Regions from separate parts of the Mus musculus genome. Here all the other regions are linked to region 1. The links are chromatin contacts, called in public Hi-C, HiChIP or PLAC-seq and promoter capture Hi-C maps. All regions are on one chromosome and are shown on one strand. The core of a region is the stretch at or near the end of the contact, and the rest is flanking DNA. Distances in the headings are between cores, read along the strand shown.

What was found. Promoter capture Hi-C pulls out the DNA fragments that hold promoters and counts their contacts. A called contact is a pair of places that touch in the nucleus more often than the background predicts. HiChIP or PLAC-seq counts read pairs in DNA pulled down with a chosen protein or histone mark.
Region 2: a Hi-C map of B cells shows a contact between it and region 1, with 6 read pairs. The contact joins the promoter of Commd7 here to the promoter of Raly in region 1. A contact is called at or near these places in 1 of 39 promoter capture datasets (hippocampal neurons) and 1 of 484 Hi-C or Micro-C datasets (B cells).
Region 3: a promoter capture Hi-C map of neutrophils shows a contact between it and region 1, with 3 times the contacts expected there. The contact joins the promoter of Mapre1 here to the promoter of Raly in region 1. A contact is called at or near these places in 2 of 39 promoter capture datasets (neutrophils and pre-B cells).
Region 4: a FOXA1 HiChIP or PLAC-seq map of pancreatic cancer cells shows a contact between it and region 1. The contact joins the promoter of BC029722 here to the promoter of Raly in region 1. A contact is called at or near these places in 1 of 39 promoter capture datasets (pre-B cells), 1 of 115 datasets of contacts at active chromatin or transcription factors (pancreatic cancer cells) and 1 of 9 other capture datasets (liver).

Annotation. Positions count from the first base shown.
Region 1 is chr2:154,789,249-154,792,750 of GRCm38.p6, reverse strand. It overlaps Raly (hnRNP-associated with lethal yellow), which reads right to left and starts at 1,641. Exons shown (of 8, transcript NM_001139511.1): 1 at 1,203-1,641.
Region 2 is chr2:153,630,860-153,634,361 of GRCm38.p6, reverse strand. It overlaps Commd7 (COMM domain containing 7), which reads left to right and starts at 1,581. Exons shown (of 9, transcript NM_133850.2): 1 at 1,581-1,768. The coding sequence starts at 1,685.
Region 3 is chr2:153,739,622-153,743,123 of GRCm38.p6, reverse strand. It overlaps Mapre1 (microtubule-associated protein, RP/EB family, member 1), which reads right to left and starts at 1,837. Exons shown (of 7, transcript NM_007896.3): 1 at 1,705-1,837.
Region 4 is chr2:155,817,696-155,821,197 of GRCm38.p6, reverse strand. It overlaps BC029722 (cDNA sequence BC029722), which reads left to right and starts at 1,966. Exons shown (of 2, transcript NM_001384169.1): 1 at 1,966-2,032; 2 at 2,115-3,468. The coding sequence starts at 2,118. The coding sequence ends at 2,273. Mmp24 (matrix metallopeptidase 24) reads right to left here. Exons shown (of 9, transcript NM_010808.4): 9 at 2,832-3,502. Eif6 (eukaryotic translation initiation factor 6) reads left to right here. Exons shown (of 6, transcript NM_010579.2): 6 at 1,087-1,361. The coding sequence ends at 1,096.

The DNA.
Region 1 (3,502 bases), core at 392-2,891:
GCAATAAACAAAGTAAAGGGTGGACTTCCGTGAGGTCCTGAAGCTAAACACCTCAGAACTATGTTTGAGACTTAAGATCTCTGGACCAGTCTAAGCACAACACCAGCAAAAACATTTCCTCCTAACCACTTTCCCTCAGAGTTCTGATAGCAACAAAAGGAGATTTTATCTATGGCAGATCAGTCCCTGTCTCTCAGTCAATGTCTCAGAGAGGAGCCTACCTTTCTTACCTATACGGTGTTAAGACTAACGGTAAATCAAAATGCCCTCTGCACAAAGAGATTTCCTATCAGGAAATAAGTAACGGTTACTAACAGCTTTGTACTTCTACGGCGGTTTCATGTCTCTGAACCTTGATTTCTGCTCCTGTGAGCAGGGACAGCTCTGGAAGACCGGTGTGGACATGAGGCGATACATTCACGAAGTTCCTGGGTCAGTCTCGTTAAACGTTACCTGTTGGCATTTAACGCTTCTGCCCTGTACTAACTCCCTCCCTGAATTCACTAACACCCGGAGAGGCTGCGTTCCTCCTTGACCCCATTTCACCCAGGTGAAAACTGAGGCTCGGGCTGGAGCAAAGTGGGGGACGCGGCCCCCCAGTTCGAGGGCTGGCCGTTCCCTTCCGCGCTCCACAAGACACCGAGCAAAGGCTAGGCAAGGGTAGCGAGAAAGGCGCTCAGACAGACCCGTGAGGGAAAAGAAAGGACCAGTTTTGCGCGCCTAAGGGAACCTCAAAGAGCTGGACCGACTGGAAAGCCGGAAGAAACCCGGGGCCCCAATCCAGGCCAGAGCCAGGCCCCAGCCCGCCCGAGGCCTCCCCGGCGCAACCTCCGCTCCCTCCCCTCCTCCCCTCGCCGGTCGGGGCGGGGCGCAGCACAAAAGACTCCAACTTCCGAGCGGGCACCGGCCCACCCCCAACTCCCGGCCCGCGCCCGGCCGACCGACCGGAGGCGAGCTGCGAATACCAGGCGTCCAGGGGCGGGCGCGCGTGGCCCCGGGGCAGGCGACCCGGGGCGGCGGGCCCGGGAGGGAGCACAGAGGGAGGGGGCCGAGAGTTACTCCGGCTCCCAGGACTCCCGGGACCGCGGAGAGAAAGAGTTTCTAAAAATAGGCACCGGCCCGCCCGAGGAGGTGAGGAACGAAAAAGGCACACGGAACAGCCCGCCCGCACTCCTCAGGAGCGGCCCGCGGCCCCCACTCACCCGCGCCGAGGTCTGGAGGAAGCCGCGCGGCACCGAAGGGCGACGGCGCGTCTGCTCTCGGAGGGCGGGAGGGAAGAGGCGGCCCTGGCCGCCGCGTGAGGAGCCCGAGCACACGCGCGAGAGTCGCGACCGCTTCCGCCCCCTCGGCTTCCCTCGGCTCCGCACCCCGCGCCGCTCGCGCGCCCCGCCGCACTGACAGAGGCGCGAGCCCCGCAGCCGCGAGTCCTTCGCTCGGCCGCCACCAATGGGGCGAGCGCGGGGAGGGGGAGTGCTGGACAGGCGTCTGCACTCGGCCTGCCCGCCGCCCCGGCTCCTACCCGGTTCTCCTCTCGGTCCTCCGAATAGGATCCTGCCACCCGAGCACTCAGTCCCCAGCGCCGCCCTGCACGGGCCGGGCTCTCCAAACGCGTGGGCTCCCTGCACACCCCTCGCGCCGGGCTTTGGAAAGGTCCAGAGCTTCGGCGCGCAGAGGAGGAGGGCGGGGCCGGGGCGGGGTCTAGCGTGGGGTGGGGGGACGGAGGAGGCAGGCGGGGCTGAGGGAAAGGAGTTTGTGGCTTCCACCAGCCGGGTGCTGAAGGCGGGGCGGAGGGGGTCCCGAGGGCTGACGGGCGGGAGGACACGAGGGAGGAGCAGCAGGCTGAGGGCGGAGCCGGGGTGGGGGGGAAGAGCGTGCCCAGGGGAGGAGTCTGAGGGGCGGAGCTTGGGCCTACGGAAGCGGAGGCGGTGCTAAGAGGTTGCCGCCGGTCTGCAGGAGGTGGGCCTTGGTAACACCGCGGGCAGGACAGTCGGAGGTAGACCCTGGGCGGGAGCCGGAAGGAGGAAGATCCTAAGGGAGGAGCGCGGCGCGGGGGTGGCGCTTGATTGGGCGAGGCCTGGAGATGGAGCCCTCTCTGTTAGCTGGAGGCGGTGCGGCAGGGGCCAGAAGCAATTGGAGCGGTTATTTCACTTTCTAGGAATTAGAATGCTACCATTCGCTGGGAAGGCTTGGGGTTGGGCGGAGACGCTTCGATGTCTGGGGTCTCTCGTCAAAGGTGGAAAAAAAAAAAGCCTGATTAAGTAGTTTTGCCCTTATGGGATGAAATGTTTTCTTACTTAATCTGGGTGTTGGTTCTTCCTCCTAAATATTTATCATGTCAGGATCTCCCATTTGAATCAGTTTTTCAGTCTCCTGTCTCTCCCACTTACATCCCCAATTTGCCTCTCCAGACCATCAGGGGGTCTTCTGAGAGCAAAGAGGACCATTGTCAGCTATAGTCACAAATCTCCCAGAAAGCTGGAGACGTACTTATTTGTATTCCCCATTCCCTTCAGACCTGTGATTTCATTACCTGTTGGGAATTAGGACAGAGTTTGAGGCAGGGTCTCTGTAGCCCGGGCCAGCTTTGTACTTGCTCTGTAGCCGAGAATAATCTTGAACTCCTAATCCTCCCTGCTTCTGCCTTCCAACTGCTGGCATCACAGCGAGGCCAGGCCTCTTGAGTTCGGGAATGGGTGATTCAAACAGGTTCTCAGCCTTGAAGAGCAATCAGTCTTACTCACTAAACCATCTCCCCAGCGCCAAGACCAGGAATTCTTTACTGGTTTTTGTACATTACTGTGTTTCCAGACCTACTATGGTGATCAATAAACACTTCCATCAATCAGTCCAGCCCCTACCAACCTCCTCTGCTTTTTCTGGTTTTATCCAGCTCCTCACTTCCCTCTCTGTGTAACAGTCTTCCTATATTTGCTCAAATATACCATCTATTCTTTGTTGGGTTTCCTTGTCCGTTTGTTTTTTCAAGACAGGGTTTCTCGGGGTAGCCTTGGCTTTCCTGGAATTCACTCTGTAAACCAGGCTGGCCTCCACCTCATGTGCCACCACCGCTAGACTTTGGATATAGCAATCTATTAACTAACACCTCAGGCAGCCTTTTCACTCATCCCATATTCAGGAGGAGCCTCCTCCTCTGAGAAGCATTCTCTGAACTTGCAGCCCCACTGTCAGGCAAGCTGCCACTGGTGCCCTGCTCCGGTCGTGGCTTCCATTAGAAAAGATTGCAGATGATAGTCTGCTGCCACTGGGAATTCTGTGCACATTCTACAAGGTCCTGAATACCTTATCACCCGCTGCCACCCTCCTGACACTGTAAGCTTTAGTCTGCTATTTTGCTCCAGTTACTTCTTGGCTTTTTTCCTGGTCTTCTAAAATGCCAGGTATACTGCTTCTTGTGGGCCTTTGCTTTTGCCCTCATGTTATTCTCCTAGATATTGCTATGGCTTGCTCCTTGCCATTTAAACAGTTTCTTTTGTGCTTTTTT
Region 2 (3,502 bases), core at 332-2,831, 1.2 Mb after region 1:
TAGTAGCCCAGGCAGGCCTGCAATCCCAGCATTTAGGAAGTAGACAGGAGCATACACTGCAAACTCAAGCTAGCTCGGTTCCTGGTCTACATAGTTTGGGGCAGCTACATGGCTAGACCTTAGGGGCAAGGTCTAGCAAAGGGTGGAAGAGAAAGAAAGAAGAACTAATTTGCAGGGATGTCCACCCTCTTGCCACTGCCACAGGACATTGTCATTTACAAAGTTCACACCTGAGGCTTGAGAATTGAGCAATTAAATTACAAAAGAAAACTACAAAAGGAAAGCTTATAATTTTTTTGTTTTTCTTTGAGATTGAGTTTCTATGTAGGTCTGGATGGCCTGGAACCCATGGTGTAGACCAGGCTGGCCTCAAACTTACAGAGATCCACCCCTATCTCTGCCTCTTGAATGCTAGGATTAAAGGTGTATACGACCACCTTTCATGTTTTAAGTAATTAAAGTTTTGTGTTGGAACAAGTCATAACTGTCCTTGGTCACCTGCGTCCTGTGAGCTGCACATTCTTAGATATGCTTAGTCTCAGGGTGAAAGCTTTTTATCAATGTTTTCCAAAGGGAAACTTTTCAGAGAAGTGCCAGAAGGACAGCCAATTCTAACCCCAGGTTTCCAGGGTACTCAGGCTAGCAATGCCAGGCACAGCCCTTGCGTAGCACCCAGGGAGTATATACCCCTATTTTCTCAGGTCTAATGAGGGTGAACTCAGCACTCACCCAGTGGCTGCAGAGAACTCAGGCTTGGGTCTTTCCACCTTGCCAGGGATTGAGTTCTGAAGGTGAACGGGCTGGGTACGTGCTCTGAGATTGACCCCAGCTCCGTCATGATTGCCTTGGGTCTCACTATCTCAACCCTTCTGACCACCACCTCGCCCAAGGCTCTCAACATTCCTTAGCTGGATCAAATTCCTCTATTCCAAAGGCTCTCCAAGTGTGGTTCCTGGGAATTAATGGGAAATGTACATTATCCAGCTGTTCCCCAAGCCTTTCTGCTCAGAACTCAGAGATTGGGGGTGGGACCCAGCCATTGGCGGTTTCATGAAATTGTCCAGATGACACTAATGCCTGTCCAAGTCTCAGATCTGCTTCTTCACTCTGGTGTAGACTCTCAGAGGGACACCATAGTCTGGTTTATGCCCTTCCCTGTTATCAGTGCTTGGCCTCTGGTGGGCATTTAGTATTTTCTGGGAGCTTTTGATGTAGCTCAGTGGCATAGTCCTTGCCAAGTCTGTGTGAAGATCCAGAACCAATCCTCCACACCAAATGTATAGAGGAGATAGAAAAAGAAAAATGGTTGATATATTCGATAGGTAGATGTACCCTATGTTTAACAGCAATGGGGTGGACAGCAACCAGCAACTGTGGAAGACCTGTGCTCCAGGCTCTGAGCTCAAAAGTTTGGGGAGGCTGAAAACCGCAGCAGCCACCCTAGATAATACAATTCTGTGAAACTGAGGCTCAGATGGGACAAGTGCTTTATATTCAGGGTCTCCCAGGCAGAGACTTGGAATCTTACTGGGTTGCTCAGAGCGGTTCCTGGAACCCGGCGGTCGCGCGTGCGCTGTCACGAGAACCGCGGCTGGGAGTGTGGCGAAAGTGCGGCTGCGGAAGCGCAGCGAGACCCGGGTGGAGGAAGCGAGCGTCGCTGCCCGGTTGCGGGGTTCCTGGCACCATGGGCCGCCTGCACTGCACGCAGGACCCGGTGCCCGAGGCCGTGCGCGGAGACATGCAGCAGCTGAACCAGCTGGGCGCTCAGGTGGGGCTCGCCTGGACGGGGGCGGGCGGGCTCAGGAATGGGCGGACGCACTCCGGAGGTGGGGACTTAGATTTGTAGGCTCCTAGAGGAGGGAATGAGGGGATTCCAAGCGGCCCCCGGTTTGAATAGATTAGGGAGGGCAAATCGACTGCAAACGGGTTGTGGGTGTCAGTGTGGTCCGGCCTAAGTGGGGCCCTGGGCCTGAGCCGGAAGAGGCTCAGACAGGACCGGTGACCACACCCCTTTCCAATCCAGGAAAGGAACCATGCCTGTTTTGAAGGCCTGGTCCCTGTTGCAGAGCTCCGAATGCCACCTCCTATTCACATTGCAGGAATTGGCCAAGTGAGGGGCGTCTGCACGGAATAAACGGGTGACAGTGGTCCTTGTCAATGCCGGCACTTAGGAGGTGGGACTTAGGATCCAGCTTTCACTAAGTATCTTTTTTGGTTGGTTGGTTGGTTTGGTTTTTTTTTTTTTTTTTTTCCGAGTCAGGATTTGCCCTTGCTGTGCTGGAACTCACTCTGTAGACCAGGCTGGCCTCGAACTCAGAAATCCGCCTGCCTCTGTCTCCCAAGTGCTGGGATTAAAGGTGTGTGCCACCACCGCCCGGCTTGATTAAGTATCTTGTTCAAGCCTCGTCTGAACATCATGAGACCTCCTGTCAAAAAAACATTTAAAATAGATAAATAACCCTTCGTCCCTCAAGATGTTTCCCTGACGGGGTCTTAGCTTCCCAGGAAGTGGGGCCCTCAACCCCAGACACACACAGGCCAGTTTGAAGAATTAAAAACAAACAAACAAACAAACACAGAGTAGTATTCACCTTAACTTCAGCATTTGGAAAGCCAAGGCAGGTCGGTCTCTTAATTCATGAGTTTTAGACTGTCCAGAGCTGCATAGTGAGACCCTATATCAAAATAAGTAAATAACAAAAATAGAATTTATTAGTAGTCCATACCTGTCATTGCCACCTCTTGAAAGAAAGGTGGAAGCAGAAAAATTGCAAAACTGGAACCAGGAATTCACAACCAAATGTCTAACTTCAAAGGCCAGGGAAATGGCTAGATTTTGCTGTTGCCACTGATTTCTGGAAGACTCCTATTTGGAGGGGTTAGAGGAGGAGAAAGAGAGATTCTACTGATTTTTTTTTAAAGGTTATTTCAAAGTATTACATTTTATATGTTGTGGGGGAGGTCAGAGAACAACCTAAGGAAGTGAGCTTTGACACTTCTTTGTGTAGGTTCCAGGGATTGAAGCAAGCATCTTTGTCAGCTGAGCCATTTTACGAGCCCCAAGATTTTTCTTTTTTGGCTTTGAGACAGTCTCTCTGTCCCCTGGCTGTCTTCAGATTTAAGTTCTCCCTGCCTCAGCTTCCCCAAGTGCTGCGATTCCAGGTGTGTGACACTGTGGTGAGATATCTATTAATCCCCACTAGGTTCTGTGTGGTGGCTTGCTGTTGTGGTTTTCTCTTTTATTTTTAGATAAGGTCTTGTAACCCTGACTGGTATGGAACTAAAAACCATCCTCCTCTCTGCCTTCCAAGGCTAGGATTCTAGGCGTGTACCATTCATTATGCCTGGCCTTGTTTGAGTCCCATTTTCAATAATTTGCTCAGTCTGGCCTTGAATTTAGAATCCTCCTTCCTCAACCTCCTGAGGACCTGAATTTATATACCTGTGCCAACAGGCTCAGCTCTTTAATAAATAAATAATTAAATAAATAAATAAATAAATA
Region 3 (3,502 bases), core at 588-3,087, 1.0 Mb after region 1:
CAGAGCATTCTAGGCCAACCTAGGGTACAAGATAAGGTCCTGTCTCAGAACAACTAACAAAAATGTCCACTGCTTAGCCTCAGTGCAATACCCTTGAGTTCAACACATACCCCACCTTTTCAGGGCTCTCTGAGCTAAGCAAGGTACAACCACAAGAAAAATCCCCTTTCCGTCTACTCAAGTATTTCTCTCCCTTCAGTGACTCTCCCAGGAGTCTCCCTAACTAGTTCTAGTCAGCCTTTTCACACACTATCTCATGACCTAGCTCAATAGCTAGATGACCTTCAATTTTTGATCCTCCTGCATCTACCTCCCAAGTGTAAGGACTACAGGCATGTTCACCACACTTGGCTCCCTACCCACTTCAATTCAGTGTAGGATAAAGTACACCCTATTCCTCTCCAAGTACCATCCAGAGTCCTATGGAAAGGCAAGAGGGAGGTGGCACTAAAAAGAGCTATGTGACCCTGTATGAAACATGTCTCCTTTCCTCAGAAATGGCTTACCTGTAAAATGAATAAGACCCTACCTTCCTCACAGAGCTGTGGTAAGTATCAGAAAAGCACACCGCCTCCCAAGCTTCTATGTCCTGGCACTTTGACACCACAAAAGTATGAAACAGTTTCTAGATGGAGAAGGAGGAGTAGCACACAGGATATGACTCTGGAGTTGAGTTACTTGCTGGACAACGTAAGGCAAGTCCTTTCCCTACCCAAAGTCTCAGACTCGCCTCTGTAAAAGAATGATGAGCAGCTCAGCACAGTGGGGGAACTGCAGTCACCTCTCAGCCCCACAGAGAAAATAAAATGAGCAAAACACAACAGAGGGGAAAGAAAGAGAATAAAGATAGCATCTTTTCAAGGCAATGTGACTATTAAATGACACAATGCTACATCAAGCTCTTAACACAATGCCTTATACACAAGTGCCCATTAAAGAGCTATCTTGATTAATGCTAGTCAAGACATCCCATCACCGGCAGACATCAGGCCTAGCTGAACTTCCCTCAATGGGCCACCGGATCCTCATCGCCAAGATGCAGAGGTCAGGCTATACCCTGCAGTACTGGTATCGCCCTTTTACAGTAATTACAGAAATTATCTTGGCCATGTATTCATTTTCTTGCTTCCTGGCTCTCTACCCACAAAGCAGACTCCTAGAAAGCATGTCTTTGCCTGTCTACTCCCTGATGAGACCGGGGCCTAGCATTTACTAGGCACTCAACCACCACCCGCGGACCGCCTGACTTCTGCCAGGCACCGAGCTGAAACCTTTCTGTGCTTAATTCTACTGTCTCCATTTTACGGAGGAGGAAACTGAGGCACGGGGAGGCTGAAGCGCCTGCCTAAGGTCGCACTCTGCGGCCAACTCCGCGGACCAACTCCCACCCATTATGCAACGACGCCTCCTACACCCAGGGTCCCCACCGCGCCCCTCGCGCGCGCGCGCGCGCGCCCGTGGGCACACACCCTCCAGGCCCAGCCGCAAAGTCAGGACTTCGCCGGTCACCACTAGGCAGCCCCCACTTCCGGCCCACGCCCCGCCCCCGGGACAACGGAGCGCGCGCCCCCGGCCCAGGCCGCGCACCGGATCGCGGCCCCGCCCTTCCCCCCCACTGCCCGCGCGGCTCCGCACTGCTCACGAGGAGCCGCCTCCCGTGAATTCCCGACTGCTGCCGCCGCCCGGGCCCGCCAGCCGCCTCACCGGCTTTCTCAGGACCCGCGTCCGCCGTCCGCGCGCCCGGCTCCGGTTCCGTCTTCGTCTCGTTCAAACCGTCGGACCCCGCCCGCCCGCGCGCGATGACCTCACACGCACCCCGCCGTGACGCGCCGACGCAGGGGCTCGTCATCTCCCGCCCGGCCTTTTATAGAGACGGACTGGCCTGCGAGCCGGAGGCGGGGCCGAATGCTTGATCGACAGCTGGCATGCCCGGGGGCGGGGAGCAAGCCTGTTGGGCACGTGGTCAGTTGCGACCAATGACGTGTGAGTCCTCTGAGGAGGCGGAGTCCAGTTGCACATTCTGGTTTGCTGTAGCCCAGAAGAAAATTCGTTTGACCAAGATGGATTAATGAATAGGCTCGGGAGGAAGGTTAGCTCGCCTAGCATACATGAATCCCTGGTTTCAGTCCCCAACACCACAGATGGCAGCTGTGGTGGAACACACCTATCTTGCCAGCAAATCGTTTTGTCATCATCCCAGACCCTCTCTCTGGGAGTTCAGCCTGAGGTACACGAGACCCTGTCTCAGAAAGAAAAAACTGGGAGTGCTAGGCCACTCGTGTACACTTGGACAGGAAAGAGAATCACTGTAAATTCAAGGCCAGCCTGGTCTACAGTAGCAAGCTAGCCAGAGCTACACAGCGAGATCTGGTCTCAACAAAGAAAAAATGGCCATCGAAATGCTTTAGCAGGTGCATGCCCCCAAACCTGACAACATGAGTTCAAACCCCAGGACCCACTGATAGAAGGTGAGACGCGAGTCCTGCAAGTTGTCCTCTGACTAACACACATGGGCAGTGCCACTCGCATGCCTACACACACGCAAATATGCCCACAAATAACTGTGGTGGTATGAACGTTTAATCCCAGGACTCAGTAGGTAGAGACAAGAGAATCTCTGAGATCAAGGCCAGCCAGAGAGCTACACAGTTATTGTTTGCCTTTAAATTTAAAAAAAAAAAAAAAGATTTGGCGCCTGTTTTAGTTAGTGTTACAATTCCTGTAATGAAACATGACCAAAGCAACTTGGAGAGGAGAGTGCTTATTTAGCTTACTCTTCCATATTATCTCTGTTCATCACTGAAGGAAAACAGGGCAGGAACCTAGAGCCAGGAGTGGATGCAGAAGCCATGGAGGGATGTCGGTTACTAGCTTACTCCTCATGGCTTGCTCAGCCTGCTTTCTTATACAACCTGTCTTAGTCAGGGTTTCTATTCCTGCACAAACATCATGACCAAGAAGCACTTGGGGAGGAAAGGATTTATTCAGCTTACTCTCCCACATTGCTGTTCATCACCAAAGGAAGTCAAGACTGGAACTCAAACAGGTCAGGAAGCAGGAGCTGATGCAGAGGACATGGAAGGATGTTCTTTACTGGCTTAGTTCCCCTGGCTTGCTCAGCCTGCTCTCTTATAGAACCCAAGAATACCAGCCCAGAGATGGTCCCACCCACAAGGGGCCCTCCCCACTTGATCACTAATTGAGAAAATGACTTGCGGCTGGATCTCCTGGAGGCCTTTCCCCAACTGATGCTCCTTTCTCTATGATAACTCCAGCTGTGTCAAGTTGACACAAAACTAGCCAGTACACAACCCTAGACCACACCAGCACAGAGGTGTCCTAACCCACAGTGGGCTGATGAGATTCCCCCATCAATGACTAAGAAAACACTTTACCAGCTTGCCTAAGGGCTCATCTTAGGGAGGCATTTTCTTAATTGAGATTCCCTCCTCTCAAATGACATTAGCGTGTGTCAAGGTGTTATAAAACTGCCCAGCACAGC
Region 4 (3,502 bases), core at 717-3,216, 1.0 Mb before region 1:
TCCCAGTGTAATCAGAGGTTCTGACTATAGGTGGAAATAATAATCCAACTCTGGTTCTTTAAATGATAGAAGTATCATGTGACCCAGACTGGCTCTGCTGAGCTAGAGGTTGTGCCACCACACCTGGCTATGTGCATGTGTTTTTAAAGCTACTAGTTTTGATGACGACATGTTGGTATTCACCCTGACTAACTCTGCTGTCAGAGCTGGTGAACAATTGAGAGCTTATGCACTGCAGGCAAATGCTGTCCTGTAGGGCTACACCCAGCCCAGCCTGAGAAGTTCTACAGCGTTTTATGTGCCAGGCGGTATTAACGTGATCAGAACACTCCCTGTCCTTTTAGACTTGGAAGAGAAGGAAAGACTGTTGTTTCCTTTGGGTTTTTTGACTTGTTTTGAGGTGTTCATGGATTTTACGGGGAAGATATCAGGTTGATATGGGAGACGGTCTAGTGGGTAAAACGCTCGCTGTACAAAGCAGTGAGGACTGACTTGGTTAAGATTCCCACACCACATAAAAGCTGAGCTTGGTGGCACATGTCTGTCATTCCAGCGTTGGGCTCATTGGCTGTCCACCTAGCAGCCATGGTGAGCTCCAGGCTCAGTGAGAGACCCTGACTCAAAAAGGAAAGTGAAGAAGCAGCCGAGGAAAGAGCTGACACGAGCCTGTGCATGCTGCACACAGTGAGCACCTCGGTTTCAGTATCATGAATGATTACTTCCTCCAATACCAGTGATCCACTTAATCCTTAGAGAGAGCACGTCTGTTTTTCAGTCTAGTATTTGTGACTTTTTGTATCAGCAGTAATGAAGAGTTCTGGAAAAGGAAGGCAGTTTTGGCCTTGGCCTGGTCTCTGAGAGGCTTGGTCTGGGCACATCCTGCTCTCACTGACTTTTCCTTGCTCCTGTCTCAAACGTGGGGAGTTTTAGGCTTGATCTTACACAGGATATAGTCAGTCTGGAACCCTGGAACAGGTGGGGTTCCAAGTGTGGCTTTTCAAGGACTGAACTAGAACAGGTCTAGGGTGGGGCCACGTGTACCTTGTAAAACAGCTCCTGATATGTAATCCATTCCTCTCTCTGCAGCCTCACATGAGTCACCGTCCATGCTGCCGTGTGGGCTCCTGCCTCTGGACTTTGGCTCATTTTCCATGCCTGAGCTAGTCTGTACCAGATGCTGGCAGTGGGGCATGGCAGAGCTCGGTAGAGCTGAATTGATTGCCCAACCCTTCACCTGTGCCATCTCTTGACAATTGTTACTGGAAAGCCTGCCCTGTCATGCTGGCTTTCAGTTCTTGTGGCTCTTGGATGAAAGTTCTGCTATCTTGTGCCCCACCCCATTAAAGGACTGCCTCCCACCATCCTCAGTGTGCTGTGTGTGTGTGTGTGTGGCCTCAGTTTGCAACACCTCCTTCTACAGCAGTTCCTGGGTTGTGGGGAAGTTGGGTGGGATGACATGCAGTGTTTTCCCTCAACAGGATGGGAGACCTGCAGGGGGTGGTGGAACACACCAGTAATCCCGGAGGCAGAGGGGATCTCCAGTTCATAGTCAGCCTGGCTACACACTGAGTTCTAGCACAGCTAGGGATACATAATGAGATCCCTCCCACCCCTCAAAGAAGAGATGAACAAGAGGAAGTAGTGCTGGCTTCTGGGTTCCATTTCAAGCCAGCTCCAGCCTCTCGGCCCTCCCTGGCCTCAGAATGAGACACCCAGCTCTTCTCCCTGCCAGGGCCTTTGTGAGGCCATAGGCACTCAGCTGCAGTGCATTCTGGTCCTGCCTGAATTTGAAGATGGGGTAGCCTCCTTGGGAAGCCAGGCCGCCTCCTGTGGCTCTAGCAGGGCCTTCTTCTAAGTGGGGCGGAGCCTTGGGCCCTGGGCGTGGTTGGCTAGTGGCCCTGCCTTTCCCGTGCTCACGGGGCCCGCCCCTGGCGTGCGAAGGCCTTCCTTCTCTGTCTCGGCTGCGTCATAACGCTGCTCCTCCCAGGCCAGACGGCTTCCGTGCAGCTCTGCTTTCACTTTACTGCCTGAGGTGAGGACACGCGCGGGTAGAGGGTGGTGATGGGTGGGGTGACACTTGCTCTGGCATGGTACCAAATGGGCTTCTATTACAGACCATGGGCGCTCTCCTGAGTGGTGGCCAGGATGGCCCGGAGCCCGCGCAGCCCCAGCCTCCAGCGCCGCAGGGTCCGCAGCAGCCTCAGCCGGAACCTGGCCCGTGGGGGCCACTGGACGACGTGCGCTTTCTAATCGCCTGCACGTCCTGGTACTGACCCGGCCACCCCTGGCCTTCATGCCCTCCTGGGCCTGGCCTGGCTTTTATCTCCTCACCCTGTGATTTCCTGTCTTACTCCCTCTGGGCAGAGATTCAAGAAAGATCGCGGAGACTGAAAGTCCCTCAGGGCCACCTCAGAGAATTGCACCTCAGCTTCAGACTTGACAGACCCCCGAACCAGCTCATTCCCACGCCCCCTTTCAGCTCTGTCCTTGGGCTGATTTCCTTAAGAGGAAGAGCCAGGATCAGATGAGGCGTCCTGGCAGGCTCTTGATGCTGTTGAATCCTGGTTTCCCCCTCGCTAGAACTGAGCTGCTGCCTGGCCATAGCCCCATGTGCCCTGTCTCCAGAGAAGTCTTGCCACAATGACCCTCCCGTACTCCTGAGGTTCCTGGGTGACGGGTTGGGGTGGGGTGGGGAGGACAGGACATTGATTGCTGGTTAGAAGATGCACGAGGCAACTGCAGAAGTACACTCCCAGGGTACCCTTTTCTCCCTGAAACTTCTTACGGGCACACATATGCCCTGGTCTTTGTTCCCATACCCCAGGGGAAAAAACACTGTATTTCTGTTTTATTTAGAAATGATTTAAAAAACATTGTACAAAGGCTGATCAGTTTAAAATGTGACCGACACTGAGATGCTGTGATGTCACCCAGGCCGAGGGGAAGCTGAGCTCTGGGGGCTCTAGTACTTTGCCCCTCTGACTGCTCTGACCTGGGCTGATGGACAAACAGATGACCGCAGGCAGAAGAATCCAAGATTGGAAGCCTCTAGGCTGAGCCCTCTCTGGGCCCGGCCCTGTGTCCCTCACATCTGCAGCCTGGGCTGCCTGCCTCCATCCCCTGCTCTTTCGCAACTGGCCTTGGAATGCCAGGAGCCAACAGGGAGCCTGCGGGGCCTAGAGCTTTCAAGAAGTGAGCACCAACCTGAGGAGAGGGACCAGGGGACTGGGGGAGGGAGGCCCAGAGGAGAGGACTAGAAGAGACAGTTTTCTCGGACCCTGGAAGGGCCCACTGATGGGGACACAAGACCCAGCCAGGGCCACCTGGATGGCAGGGGCAGATAATAAGACCTCCTTGTGCTTCATCTGAGGGTAAGATGAGTGCTACCCTCAGCCTCTCTCAGAGCCTACAGGAGTTTCATGTGAGTGGACAGCTGTGAGCTAATAAAGTGCTTTGCAAAGTATAAAACGCTGTACAAACCTATGAATCACTAAATCTCTGC